2 separate regions of the Danio rerio genome follow, and region 2 is linked to region 1. Evidence: chromatin contacts called from public HiCAR-type data. All regions are on one chromosome and are shown on one strand. The core of a region is the stretch at or near the end of the contact, and the rest is flanking DNA. Distances in the headings are between cores, read along the strand shown.

Region 1 (6,273 bases), core at 1,047-3,546:
AAAAAAAATTATTTTCTATGTCAGAATAATATAAAAAAAACTGCCTATAGATCTGTAAAAATGACAAAGGGACTTTAATATATACACCAGGCCAGTAGGTGGCAATGTCACAAAAATAAAACAATATTCATCTATACACATACAGTGTTTGCATGTAAACTAGTTATATGGTTATAGTAGATTAGCTATATAGTTTGAACATACTGTATAGTATGCGTGCATCTGAGATAAACCGTTTCTGAATGCATTTGAGAGACACTTTTTTGACATCTTTTTGTGTCTTATTTTGAAAACTGTCTGCAAAAGTTTGTAGTTTAAACTGCTGTCAAGTAAAGGAATATCTAAAATGCTTCAACGGTTTTACATTTTTTGTTGAAGTGAGTAAATCGCAACTCAAAGAATGAATTTCAGAACAAACCTAAAATAGCTGTGTGAAAATGTAATGCAAGGAATGAAATCTCATTTTGCCAGCATGCAGCTTACGAGAAAAGGCCCAAATATCGTCACAACATATAAAGGGAATTCTTTATTTTACTGCATAAAGTAAGAGGTGACATGGTGCCACAGTGTTCAGAGGCACCCAAATGTTTGATTGAATTCCCGTCGCATTCCACATGATCAGGCGTTTCTTAGGAGCTGCTTCACAGACCTCCTGTGCCAGAAAGGCATGTTACTGGCAGACGCTCCTGGAGCCAGAATAGCAGGAGCTAATCAACAGGAAGGAGAAAGATTTGGCCGGGAATCCCAAATACTTGAATCGAATGACAGAAATGAATGTGAGGAACCCCTGACTAGAGTGCCTGGATGCCAAAACCAGACAGGGGTTCCTCACAGGTCTTTACACCAGTCTATTGGAATGAAAAGAGCATTCAGTGATGCCATTGTATGAAATTAATTAGGATCATTCATTCATTCATTTTCTTGTCGGCTTAGTCCCTTTATTAATCTGGGGTCGCCACAGCGGAAAGAACCACCAACTTATCCAGCACATTTTTACGCAGCAGATCCCCTTCCAGCCGCAACCCATCTCTGGGAAACATCCACACACACATTCACACACATACACTACGGACAGTTTAGTTTACTCAACTCACCTGTATCGCATGTCTATGGACTGTGGGGGAAACCGGAGCACCCGGAGGAAACCCACACGAATGCATGGAGAACATGCAAACTCCACACAGAGACGCCAACTGAGCCGAGGATCAAACCAGCGACCTTTTTGCTGTGAGACGACAGCACTACCTACTGCGCCACTGTGTCACCCAATTATAATTATGATAGTTTTTTTTTCATTTTCTTTGTTTTAATAATTCTTTAACCCAACACTATGATATAGGCTACATTATTTATTTTGTATGTGGAAAAAAATAACAAGCAGAATGGTGTTTATGAGGATTTTGTCAGTTGTTAATCAAACTAATGTTAATTTTTATTGCTGTAAAATAAGTTTAATTGCACTGAAATCTCCTACATTTTCCTAATGTTCATATAGTAATTATAACTGTTTAAATAAAGAAATGGAATAATATGATATAATATAATATATAAGCAATGAGAAAAGAGGATTTATGTGATTGAGTAAACAGTTTTATTCTGCAAACTATTGATGGCATTCCTTTATAATTATAGCAAAGAATGTAAATGCGTGTGTGTGTGTGTGTGTGTGTGTGTGTGTGTGTGTGTGTGTGTGTGCGTGTGCGTGTGCGTGTGTGTGTATGTATATATATATATATATATATATATATATATATATATATATATATATATATATATATATATATATATATATATATATATATATTCATCTGCTTTTATAATTCTCAGTACAAATAAAATATTGATTAATAAAACCACATTAGATACATGTATGAGTAGAATCAAGATTAAACATCTTGGAACTGTGTGCCCCATTTCAGCTAATAAACTTCCAAACTCGTCTAATGCATGAGTGCGCGTGGTGCGCGCTCACGCATATTCCCGTTGCATTAACAGAACTATCAATGTATCTAGAGGTCAGAGTACAGAGAATCCTGCTCCCCAGAGACTAGAGCCTACAGCGCGGACTGGGCACGCTTAAAGACCATGTACGTGTCTGCAGTGGAACAAAAAATAAAAATAACAATGTATATCCTCCACTATGCTCTTTCACTACTTTAAGAACCACAATATGATTCATAATCTAGTGTCAGACAACATTATTATTTGTTTTTGTTACTTGATAACATCAAACTCCAGTCCGGGTTTTTGCTGTGATCCTCTCTTCAATTTACTGTGTGTGCTTTCAGAGCCGTAGCGCGCACTGACAACCTTCGGGGTTCCTCCGCGGCTCACTTGTGTGTATGTTGTGACAGTGAGGCTTTTTTACTGCAGTAAAGCGAATCGACGTTCGGTCAGTACATTTGAGAGAATCTTTTCATAACATAATGCGTGACTTGATTTTAATGGACCGTTGGGTACTTTTGAGACATTCAAGAGAGAAAGAATTTTAATTAACTTAGGCACTATTTCGCTCATCTGCCCTGTCTCTTACACATACAATGCATTCCTGTGTTGCTCCGCGCGTGATGTGGCCGGGCCTGCCTGCTGTTCCTGTAAACTCCCGCCTTAACTAAAGCAGGCTGAAGCACAAGAGAAATGCAGCTGAAGCAGAGCTGATGATAGAAAGTGTGCCTCTATACACATTAGAGTTGGGTTGCTGTGTACAGAATGGAGGCTGTTGTTTTGAATTGTACATTTTAAATAACATTTATACTACAATTTAACAGAAAGTAAAAAAAAAAATTAAGCAATTAATTTTAACAAAAATTATCACGATTGTTTATCATATGGCATGGCATTACTCGTTGAATCTTGGAGTACAATGTAAAATAGGGGTAAGTATGGTAAAAATCATACAGTATCCTACTGTGGTTTACTCTCTGATACCATGATGACAGTGCTTTTTCCTGAAGGTAGCAGGCCTTTTACTAAAATTGTATTATGTTATAGAATAATTATAGTTCACTTAATAATAACAAAATACCTTCTATTATTACTTGGTGTCAACATTTCATGGCATAATAGTTGCCATTACGTTAACCACTTTGTCATCTCACTATCAAAAACATGATGAATAGATGGACAAATGTAAGATAAAAAATTCGGAGACTAATAATTCATAATATTTTTGTAGCCCCATGTTAACACTATGTTCATTACTGTGATATATTCTATTATTGAATCCCACACATTCCTACTCTTATGTTATTCAAAACAAATAAGCTATTTATTTTTGTTATGGAGGACAAAAAGTCTTTTAAATAGACAAACTTTAACTCTTAAATTGTACACTAGGCACTGCGCTCTAAAACAGTATGCAAGACGTACTTCTGGGGAGATCCTGAAGACTACATCCAATGGACACCAAGCCATGGGAAAGAATTTACAAATGAAAGTAAAGCAAGGAAACCTATTCGGGTAGGTGATGTGGTAATGACAAGATGGTGGAATATGTCCGAATTTAAATCATATTCGTACTATAGAACATATGTTTAAAGTTTAAATTTAGTTACATTACCTAGTCGGAATGTGTTTTTGAATGAGCCATTTCTCTATTCCACATATTAAATAGGTAAATAAACACAAGGCCTGTTCTCACTAAGAACTATAATCCACAACAACAGACAATAACATTGTTATTCCAAGTGTTTGCTAACTGTGTGATTCTAACTGAAATGTATGGGTTTTATCATTCACCTGCTTGAAAAAATTGTTTGAAAGTGATTTCAACCATATCCATCCTCTATAGATGTGTATTTCCGTATATTCTCAAACATTTAGATTAATTTGAAAAACATCATAGATATTGGCATTATAGTTATCATCTTTGGTGTGTCCTCTCTGTACTAGTTTAGGTGCGTTTTTGTCCTTTTTGATACGTTCAATTTATAGAAATGTGTAAGAACTTTTACAATTCTCCTTTTGTCCTCCACTGAATGACTAGTCTGGAATAACTTTCAGATATTTTCTTTTTCAGTGAACTTTTCTTTTATTGAACCCTATGTCTATGAGCTACACTTTTATATACAATAAAGAATGGCGATTGCATTTATCAATGGAACGATCCTTCACTGACCTCAATCAGATTTTCAAAACACTTTCCTTCAAAACTTTTCTCTATGACATTTATTAACTCTATGCGTTAGGATTTAAAGGTCCAGAATGGAAAGTGAGCGATATATCTTCCCCTCAGTCTCGCCATATCTTAAAAGGGAGTTGCTCTGAATAATTTCATGAAATGTCAATTAATCCAAAGGCCTTTGCTGTTTTGCATAGCGATCTTAACAGGGGGCAGCAGTGGCAGCTCCATGTGAGTAGAGACCGACGATTTCATGGCTGGAGTTGTGGGGGGAAATGAGATTCCAGCGGCCCTAAGTGACAGTTTACGGTCTCTGATTTGGTTTGGGAAGAGATTGCCAGGCAACAAAACCAGCCTGAGTCCTGAATGAAACAGCCATCTGTTCCACAGCCCGCTAAAACTGAATTAATTTCACATAATCCTGGAATTCAGAGCTAGATTGATGTCTTGGGTAAAACGGTGTACTTCCTGGAGCCCATCTTTGGTCTGGGTGATCTTATAACCCGGCCTTGTATTATTGTCTTTTTGGAGTATAGCATATTTGGTGTGTAATGAGAAGACATTTGGCATATTTTACGTTTCCTTTGTCAAAAGGTACAAATGCTGAAGATCTCCCCTGCTTTATACCCTCAAACAAAAACACTAACCAGACAAAGGGAAAGCAGGCTGGTGCATCTGTGGTGTAAATCAGGTCATACAAGACTAATCCCTTTGTGTATATGTCATGTTAGCAGGGTTTACCTCACAATCCAAAAAACCAATGCAAAGAGGGCAGATTTAAAGATTTTGCATTGGGTCTTTTATAGTTTTTAGAGATGTTCGCAAAGGCAAGAACCACCACTACTGTATACTACTGTCTGACTCTGAAATTATGCATTGAAATAATGTTGTAGAGGTTTGGAGGTTTTGAAGTTTGTTTAAGCCTGCTATTGTTACATTTTAAAATATATATGGTCCATACTCTACTCAATTTACATCTTGTGTTTTTTACCATTTTGCATTTTAGCTACTTTTTTACTCTAGCTGGCCTATAATTGATCAACACCTCTGATGATAAAACAAGCAAAATTGAATGAAGTTATTTTCTCCTGCTCCATTCGCACACACTAAAACCCATTCCATTTCAGAGTTGCAGAAAACTTTTCTAAGTTTATTATGGAAATGCTTATAAAACATTGTAAAATGATGATTTCTCCATTAAACAATATCACAATCAAACGGTGGGTTTGTTAAAATCAGTTGTGGGTCAAATGTGAATGATGTAATGGATGGATGCTGACAACAGAGTTGAGGATCCATGCGCAGTTTATTAATAAGAGTATTCATGTAGGCAATGGTCAAACTGGTAGCAATCAAGAGCATAAAGGTAATCCAAGATTGTAGTCAAAAACTGGGGAATGGTCAGTACAAGCGGCAAAGAATCAATAACGAGAAAACAAGGCAAGGATCAAAGCACATAAAGACTAGACAGGATTAACGCTTCGTAATGCTAAAGGTAAACCTTTGCCTGCTTGACCACTCTTATTAATAAACTGCGTGTGGATCCTCAACTCCGTTGTCAGCATCCATCCATTACAGAAGACTCAGCCCTGTGTGTGTGCAAGTGTGGTGTATAAACAGTCCAGGATATCAGTCCATGATGAGCTTCCAACAGTGTGTATAATCAGGGGTGATCTGGAACTGGTGTGTGAGTGAGGTTACTGATGGGAAATGTAGTGCATTTCTGTGGCAGAATTGTAGTTTGGGTGATAGTAAGTTTCCACTGATCTACAAGAGCTAGATTCCTGGTCATCGTGACAGATAAACCCAACATTGATTAAATTGTTTAAACTATATTAAAATGACCATTTTTGCCCCAACTGGTTTGTTCATATTGGCCCAAATATTGCGTCAATAAAAACCCGCTCTTTTTTGTGCATGGATGTTGCATGCAGTAGTTTTTCCCCTTTTATGTTAAGCCATTTCAAAAATCATATTATTGGATGCAGAATTATGTATATCTGAGCTATACATTTAATCAAAGGAGGCATATAGGCATGTTATCCAATCCTTTATGGAAAGGAAAGTGCCATATAGTTGGGAGCAGTCACAAATAACATGTTTCTTAGAGGTTATAGTGCATGACTTCACAGTAGAACTGTTTTCAGGATTTC
Region 2 (7,129 bases), core at 3,952-6,451, 150 kb before region 1:
GAGCCCTGACTCTGTTGGAATTGGGTGGCTGCAAGACTGTCCTCCAAAAAGCCAAGAAGGTTTCCAACACTTCCTTTCTGCACAGCAATAGCCCGGGCAGCAACTGTATCACCTTGCGCCAGATTAGCTAGCAGTACCACTGCCATCTCCCGGCAGACAGTTACTTTACGGTCGCCAACCATGCGAACAAGGGAACCATAAAGCTTCTCCAAACGGCTGAAAGGTGGCGTAGCCAGAATGAGGTCTACATTGTTATCCTGGATGCTAAGCTTACTGAGGGTTTCGAGGACTAGCCTCTGGGGAGACAGAGTCCCATTGAGCCCCAGCGTCGGGAATGGATCAATGGCTTCTGCCGATGGGCACACAGCCCAGTGGAGCAGGCCGTCCAGCAGTGGTAAGCAAATACTTTCAGGGTAGATGGACAGGTCCAGCTGGCCTGAGATGTTTGCTAACGTGACCAAGCAGTTTTCCCGCAGAACCTCAAGACAGTCCCACCACCACTCATCTCGCTCACAGCTGACACCTTCATCTTCCTCCTCTTCTTTCTCATAGGTAACAGGGGCCTGCTTGCGTTCAGGATGCCAGTGGTGCAACAGCACAAGTCGTCCAAGTAACAGCAAAAGTCCTGGATGCTTCGACATCTCCAGATCATTGCCAGGAATGAAGGAAAGGCTGCGAACAATGTTGGAAACACAGATGCAGCGACGAGCTAGTGCATCCTGCCAATCCGAGAGTGTACAGAGTGGGGTTTCATCCTTGCTGTGTGGTTCATCCTCCAAGATCTTGATATTGCGACTCTGTTGTGCAAGATCAATGCCAAAGAGAAATGTATTCTTCTCCTTGTCACTGTCTTGGTTGCCTCTGACTGCTTCTTCAGTCGCAGAGCCTCTCCGAGCCGACAGGACATCATCAATGGTGGCCGTTATACTTGTTGACGTGCTTGATGTTGTAGTGCTTTTACCTTCCAACGATGGTTGATCTTTGGATGCCAGAACTTGTACTTGCTGTGGCCCTTCATTTGTCTGAACCTTTTCAGCTTCACCCGTAACAGTCTCCAATATTTGAGATACCTTTTTACGTGGCTCAACATTCACTGGCACTCGTTTCCGATGCTTCAAGAGTTCCATCTTGCTCTCAAAGTGTGTTTGTATGTGCTCTGTGGTGTCACCACCACCCACACTCCAATGAATAAGACCACTATCAAAAGCTTGTCGCCTACCCAATTTACTAGTATGCCCAATGACAAACGGGTCTTTTTTCCTCATAATCTTGATGGGAAGCTTGTCAAATTTACTAGCCTGCTTTGGCCTTTCCTGGGAGGCACTTGTGTCCTGCAATGGGGTAGATGATCTGAGATGATCTTTGCATGAATTATCCTCACCTTCCCTATCTTCTAATTCATTCTTATCATTGGATTTTGGAGATTCCATAGACTCCTCTTTCTCCTGCTTAATCTGGACCTGTGATGTTTGCACAGTGTTGTTTTCTAGATCTTCTTCATCATCTTCATCATCCTCTTCCATCTGTTCTGCCTCTGGCCCTTCCTCATCAGACATCTCAGGGTCAATAGCTTCTGGGTCAATTAGGGTACGCTGCCCAGGGTCTCCAACCTCATATTCTTTTAATATTCCAAAGATCTCAATGAGGCACCTTCGGAAATACTCAACAACAAGCTCAAGGAAGCCAGGAAGCTGCAATTGGAACAGAGAAGCAGTAAAGAGAAGTTATAATACTGTACCAACCTCAAGCATTTCAAGTCATACTGCATGTGCTATTTACTCACCTGGTTCAGGTTAAAGTTAGAAATGCTATTGTCATCATAGAGAAGAATATTAATGGTATCCAAAGCCCATGTGCTCTCGGCTAACAAGCCTGACTTGAGGGACATCATGACTCTCCAGGCTTCTGGTGTTCCTGAAACAGAACAAAATCCATTAAATCCATCCATTTTAATCCAGACCACTACCTAAATCAATAAAGACAAAAGTACTCATGGGGGGAAAAAGTCATGAGCCTCTTACCAATATCTTTCATGGTAAGCCGACGACGTGGTTTCAGAATGGGCTGTGAGGCCTCTATTGAACCTGGCGGGAATGCAATGTCTCTTCGAATCATAGGGGGCTGCACTGGTGGCTGAGCAATGTGTGATGCAGGGACTGGGGGTCCAGCCTTCTGAATTTTCATCCCTGGGTGCATGTATGGAGACTTGTTGGGTGAGGTCCTGTTCTCCATTGGTCTTGGCATGGGTGCAGGGCTGGATACTTGTGGAATGTGGTTCTGAGAGGATTGATAGTTGGGCTGAAGAGGTCTGGACATAGGTGGCCCTGAGGCTACAGGCCCATATGGGGGCTGCCGCTGGTTAACATGGCCAGGCCAAGGACCCTCTTGGTTCATGCGCTGATCTGAAGGCATCATGTCTTCAGAACGATTCATGCCATGGTAAACTTGGCTTTGAGAAGGGACACCAGGTGGCCCTTGGCGGTTATGATAGTTTGGGTAGTTCATCTCATTACGCCCTGGCCACATGGGTCCTTGGGGTCCATCAGGAACCGAAGGCATAGTGCCACTCATGGAGCTACCCATCATCTGCGGTGGCATGGAAGGCTGAGAGTTTGGACCACCAACATTAGGTCCTCTATCTCGTCCAAAGCCAAAAGGAAATTGGCTCTGTGGGCCTGGTGGGCGTCTTTCTGAGCCTGGATAGGTGTTATACTGGTTATACATATCTGATTGGGACTGAGGTGCACCTGGGGCCTGGGGACCCTGCTGCTGACCACTGAAAGGGTACATGTCCCCTTCATGACGTTTTGCAGGAGGACCGTAAACACCATCAACCGGTCTCTTCTGTGTGTAATTCTGTATATGTGAAAGTTTAGATTTTAGTAAAGACACCTGTTTACAGTACAAAAAAGTTAAAAAAAATGTGTTGCACTGACCGGTTGTTGTTGTGGATACATTCCTGACTGCTGATTTGGGTATGGTCCACTAGGGGGTGCTCCTTGGCCAGCATATTGATTACTGTAAGAATCATGCCTAAAAGTTTTGAAAGGCACAAAAAAAACTGTTGTGTAATTGTGAATAGCAAACAACAGAAATTAGCATTTGTGAAGATGCACACTATTGCAGCACATTAACATTATAAACAAGTCTTTTAATTAAGCTTTCTATACAACATCTGTTTATTTTAATTAAGTGCTAACCTCTGCTGCTGTGGAGGCCGGTTAGGTGAGTACATCCCTGCATCTGCACCGGAAGGCATCATGTTGGGTTGTGGACCCATATTTCCATCTGGGCCCATACTTGAATCTGGTCTGTAAATTAAGAAATTGAGTATGTGAAAAAAATGGGAGTTGAAGATATTCCTTAGATAAAAAAAATAATAAAAAACATGGTGAAAAAGCTATAACCTTCATCAGATTTCTGAAGAAAAAAAACTCACTATACTGCCAGCTGAACTCAATTTAAAAGGTAAATGATTGGAATAAATGCTCTCACCTTCTGTCGTATCCTGGACCATATGGATACTGTTGTCTTTGACCCATCTGCATATTCCCCATTGGACCTTGGGATGCTCGATTATATTGTTCACCCATGCCACTATTTGGGCCTTGACCTGGGTTCATAAACTGCTCACCCGCTGAAAATAAAAGCAGAGTTCACTGAATGTCCTCTTTTAAATACTAAAATATGTACAATTTATTATTCGTATCCTGAAAAGATATTTACTAGATGATAAAATGTGCAGTTATAAATTTAAGTGGTAAATAATTTTTAAAATAAAGTTTAATATTTTTGTTTTTGTTAGACTATTCAATTATTTTTTCCATAAAAATCCACATAACACTACTTTAACACTACTTTAAGAAATCATGATAATGGCAAAGGATAACTCCCTATATGTACGAAGACCTCAAACATATAATTCACAAAAGAGATGCTTAAAATTACACTGTAAGAATTTGACCAAAATAGATACCTTTTCTCATACCACCGAAGGGGTCCTTATTTGGCTCAAAAGGTCCCATACGGCCCATCATGTCTGGTCCACCCATACCAGGTTGATATCCTGAATTTGGGGTCACAGAGTTACGTCTTGAAAAGGCTGGATCCCCACCATCAGCGAACGGGTCTTGCAGATTCACACTACTCCTGCGCGAGAACGATAAGGAAGGTGAGGTTACTTGTGAGACTATGAACCTTGAAATTCATTCTGAAGGTCTTGTCCAAATACAGAAAGGGAGAACACTGTCACACACACCTAGCACCAGGCATGGGTGGCATCTGACTGTGAGGTGTTGAGGCAGGTGTAGGGGGCTTCAGGTCTCCACCTTCAGCCATAGAACTGCTGGTTGACTGAGGCGTCTGAGGACCCTGTAACGATCCTGATCCAGCTGGAGAGAAAAAAAAAAGCATATTGACAGTCAGCTAAAGTGAATGTAGCCATTTTTACTTTATGCTTTAACAAGAACCACAAGCCAGAAAACCAAATATCCCCAATCCACATGGCTATAATTTAAACATCAATTATATGTTCTGACTCGCTGCGACTGTCACTTCAGCAGCACTTTCACTGTCAGTGTGGACAGACAGCATTGCCAACAAACAGTGACACACTTTCGAGGAAATCGCTGAGCTTGGCTCATTTGGCAACCTTCCCCAGCCCGAAATCATGCTGCTTTTCATGCCGCTTAATCTCATTTGAGGACTTTCCCCCACCGGTGACACAGGAAGTGGTGCTCTGCTAGCTAAGTGCTCAGAAAGTAGCATCCTTAGATTTGAGGCTCCATAACCCAGCATGACAGAGTCTCCCTAATACTACCACACAACTAGCAGCTAACAACACACTTACCAGACAGCTGAGTGCTTAGTCATGTTTTGAAGAAGGCTAAATGCTTTAAAAGTGTTCAGCTCGACTCCTTGAGTACTCAAGTCAAATCATGAAATAACATCTAACAAATATATTGCTGGACTTTTTTTGACTGGACTCATCCCTGACTGCTTTTGCTCATCCCTACCAAGATGATCAGCATGTTTAAGTAAACATGATGCAATAGTGGGTGTGTGTAAATGTCAGAACCAAGGGAATGATGAGGAGAGTGACGCACAAATGTGTGTGTGGATGAACGGCATGTTTGCATGCCACATGTTGTGGCTCATCTTGCGGCCAGCTAGAGGACGATTACTACTGGCACGCCTGTCGAATGACTCATGCTTCCATTCATTAACTCGTACACAGACTAGGGTCACCGGCAGGTCAGACGTATCCGTATCTAGCACTTCACACATGCTCTTTAACACACACACTCGGCACAATACCTCAGCCTCCCTCCTCTGGGCAAGGATATCCCTTGAACGCAGATAAAGAGAAGGGGGAGGGTGGGAAAAAGGGAGAAAAAAAAACGATGAGGAAGAAAAGCCCAGCTTGACTTTACATATCACCACCCCCTTGGATTTTTTTTTTCTCCCATTCATCTTTTTTTGGCTTAGTTCAGCCCTCCAGGGGTTTGCCTCTGAATCCTAAGGCCAGGAAGAAACAGTCTAGAGCAGGGAAAAAAACACAGTCAGCCTGGAGCACCTGACCCGGTGCCAAGCAGACATGCTCTACATCACAGGGGATCCCCCTTTAACTTGCCCCATTTCTCTTGTAATCTCAGTCACTGTCAACTGAATTTACTCTCTGGCGCTCAGTCTTTTACATGAGGGCTGTTTTTGGATTAAAAAAAAACAAAAAACAAATGGAGCACAACCGAACACAATGACCTCCTCAAGTGTATTTAACACCCAGGCTTTTTGCCAGTTTGTACAATAAGCTGGATAATCTGCCATTGTTGCAGACAAATGCAGTGTTTGCTACAGTAAAGACACTCTGGATGCATATCCAGTACACAGGTTCATCTGGCTGGTTCATCATTTTAAAACAGATATTTATGTGGCTGGGTAATAACCACTGAGATATTTTTAGCTGAAACACCATAATAAAAACAGAACAATCCACTGAGAATTACAGAGACATTTAAAGGACTCATCTCATTATTTACTTTAGTCAAGATGATGAAAATGACTATTTGCAGCCATTTAAAACAACTCTCTTACAACTGATTAAAATTATCAATATTCCAGACCAAAGTAATTTCAGAAGGCCAAAGACCAAAAACAGAGGCCTGCATATATTTTGCACACACAACTTAAATAGGCTACAGCAAAAGTAACAGTCTAAAGTCACAACAGTTATTGTAAAAGCTGCAATAATTTATGCTGAGCAGTTTGAAAGGGTTTTAAAAATGCAAACCTTATAAAACACTTATTTTACTAAACACAACCAGACACTAGTAGAAATCAACAATGGCCAAAAAAGCAAAACAAATGACATAGCACAACCTTGTTGGTATTGGCAGTCAAATTTGTCAACACAACAGCTTAGAAGGGAATAAGTAAGCCATATCACCACAATTGAGGGCACAGAGTTGTACTGTACCTGGCAGTATTGTAAATCACTATAAACGACACGAGAAATGAACATCAAACGTTGGCGTACAAACATTACCGGCTGTACTAAACCACATCAAAGCAGAATTCCATTAAAACAAGACATGAACACTATAAAGATTGGCGTTTACAATCACATTAATCTAGACATTTATAGGTGCATTATCAGGCCATCGGGAAAGGTTTTATGCCTAAGCAGTTATCATCTTTCAAGTCTGATTAAGTCTGGATAGACCTGCATCTGCGAAAAAAACACAACTATTACTTCACATTCATCTCTACTTCCCTGCATTCTGCATACCCCTGTTTATCGAACTTTATAAGAAAAAAATAATAAATCAAAGTGCCAAATCTATTTAAAATATAATTGATGTTTAATCTACAACTCTGGGAAGAGGATTTTTAAGATAATGCCATTGGATTCACACTAGCATCAAGGCATTGAGATCAAACATGTGAAATTGTCTGAACTGACCTGGTGACGGAGGCTGGACCTTGGCCTGGTTCTTTTTAGGGTCATTATTGAAAAAGTCAGGTGGCGGGTCTTCTCCTCGCTCGATCTTGCACTCAAAGGCATAGAGACACTGGATGTACTGTTTCTTCAGAGAGCTGGCCGCACTACTGGATGTGCCCACATTCAGAT

Evidence for each region. HiCAR-type assays count read pairs that join an accessible place to other places.
Region 2: a contact with region 1 is called in a HiCAR-type map of caudal fin, with 8 times the contacts expected there. The contact joins two enhancer-like sites. A contact is called at or near these places in 10 of 18 Hi-C or Micro-C datasets (caudal fin, embryo, fibroblasts and 3 more) and 3 of 4 datasets of contacts at active chromatin or transcription factors (caudal fin, embryo and gastrula embryo).

Annotation. Positions count from the first base shown.
Region 1 is chr19:15,415,779-15,422,051 of GRCz12tu, reverse strand. No RefSeq gene overlaps it. Among named protein-coding and RNA genes, the nearest start is that of arid1ab, 76 kb to the left of the region's middle. Within about 2 kb of position 2,296, at least 60 of the 62 cell types and tissues checked have an H3K27ac peak or open chromatin away from gene starts, as enhancers often do. A contact at or near this core is called in caudal fin, where this site is marked.
Region 2 is chr19:15,571,398-15,578,526 of GRCz12tu, reverse strand. arid1ab (AT-rich interactive domain 1Ab) reads right to left here. Exons shown (of 20, transcript XM_021468300.2): 12 at 6,962-7,129; 13 at 4,259-4,391; 14 at 3,977-4,149; 15 at 3,496-3,637; 16 at 3,201-3,311; 17 at 2,937-3,033; 18 at 2,022-2,856; 19 at 1,784-1,914; 20 at 1-1,691. Among named protein-coding and RNA genes, the nearest start is that of zdhhc18b, 23 kb to the left of the region's middle. Within about 2 kb of position 5,201, at least 13 of the 62 cell types and tissues checked have an H3K27ac peak or open chromatin away from gene starts, as enhancers often do. A contact at or near this core is called in caudal fin, where this site is marked.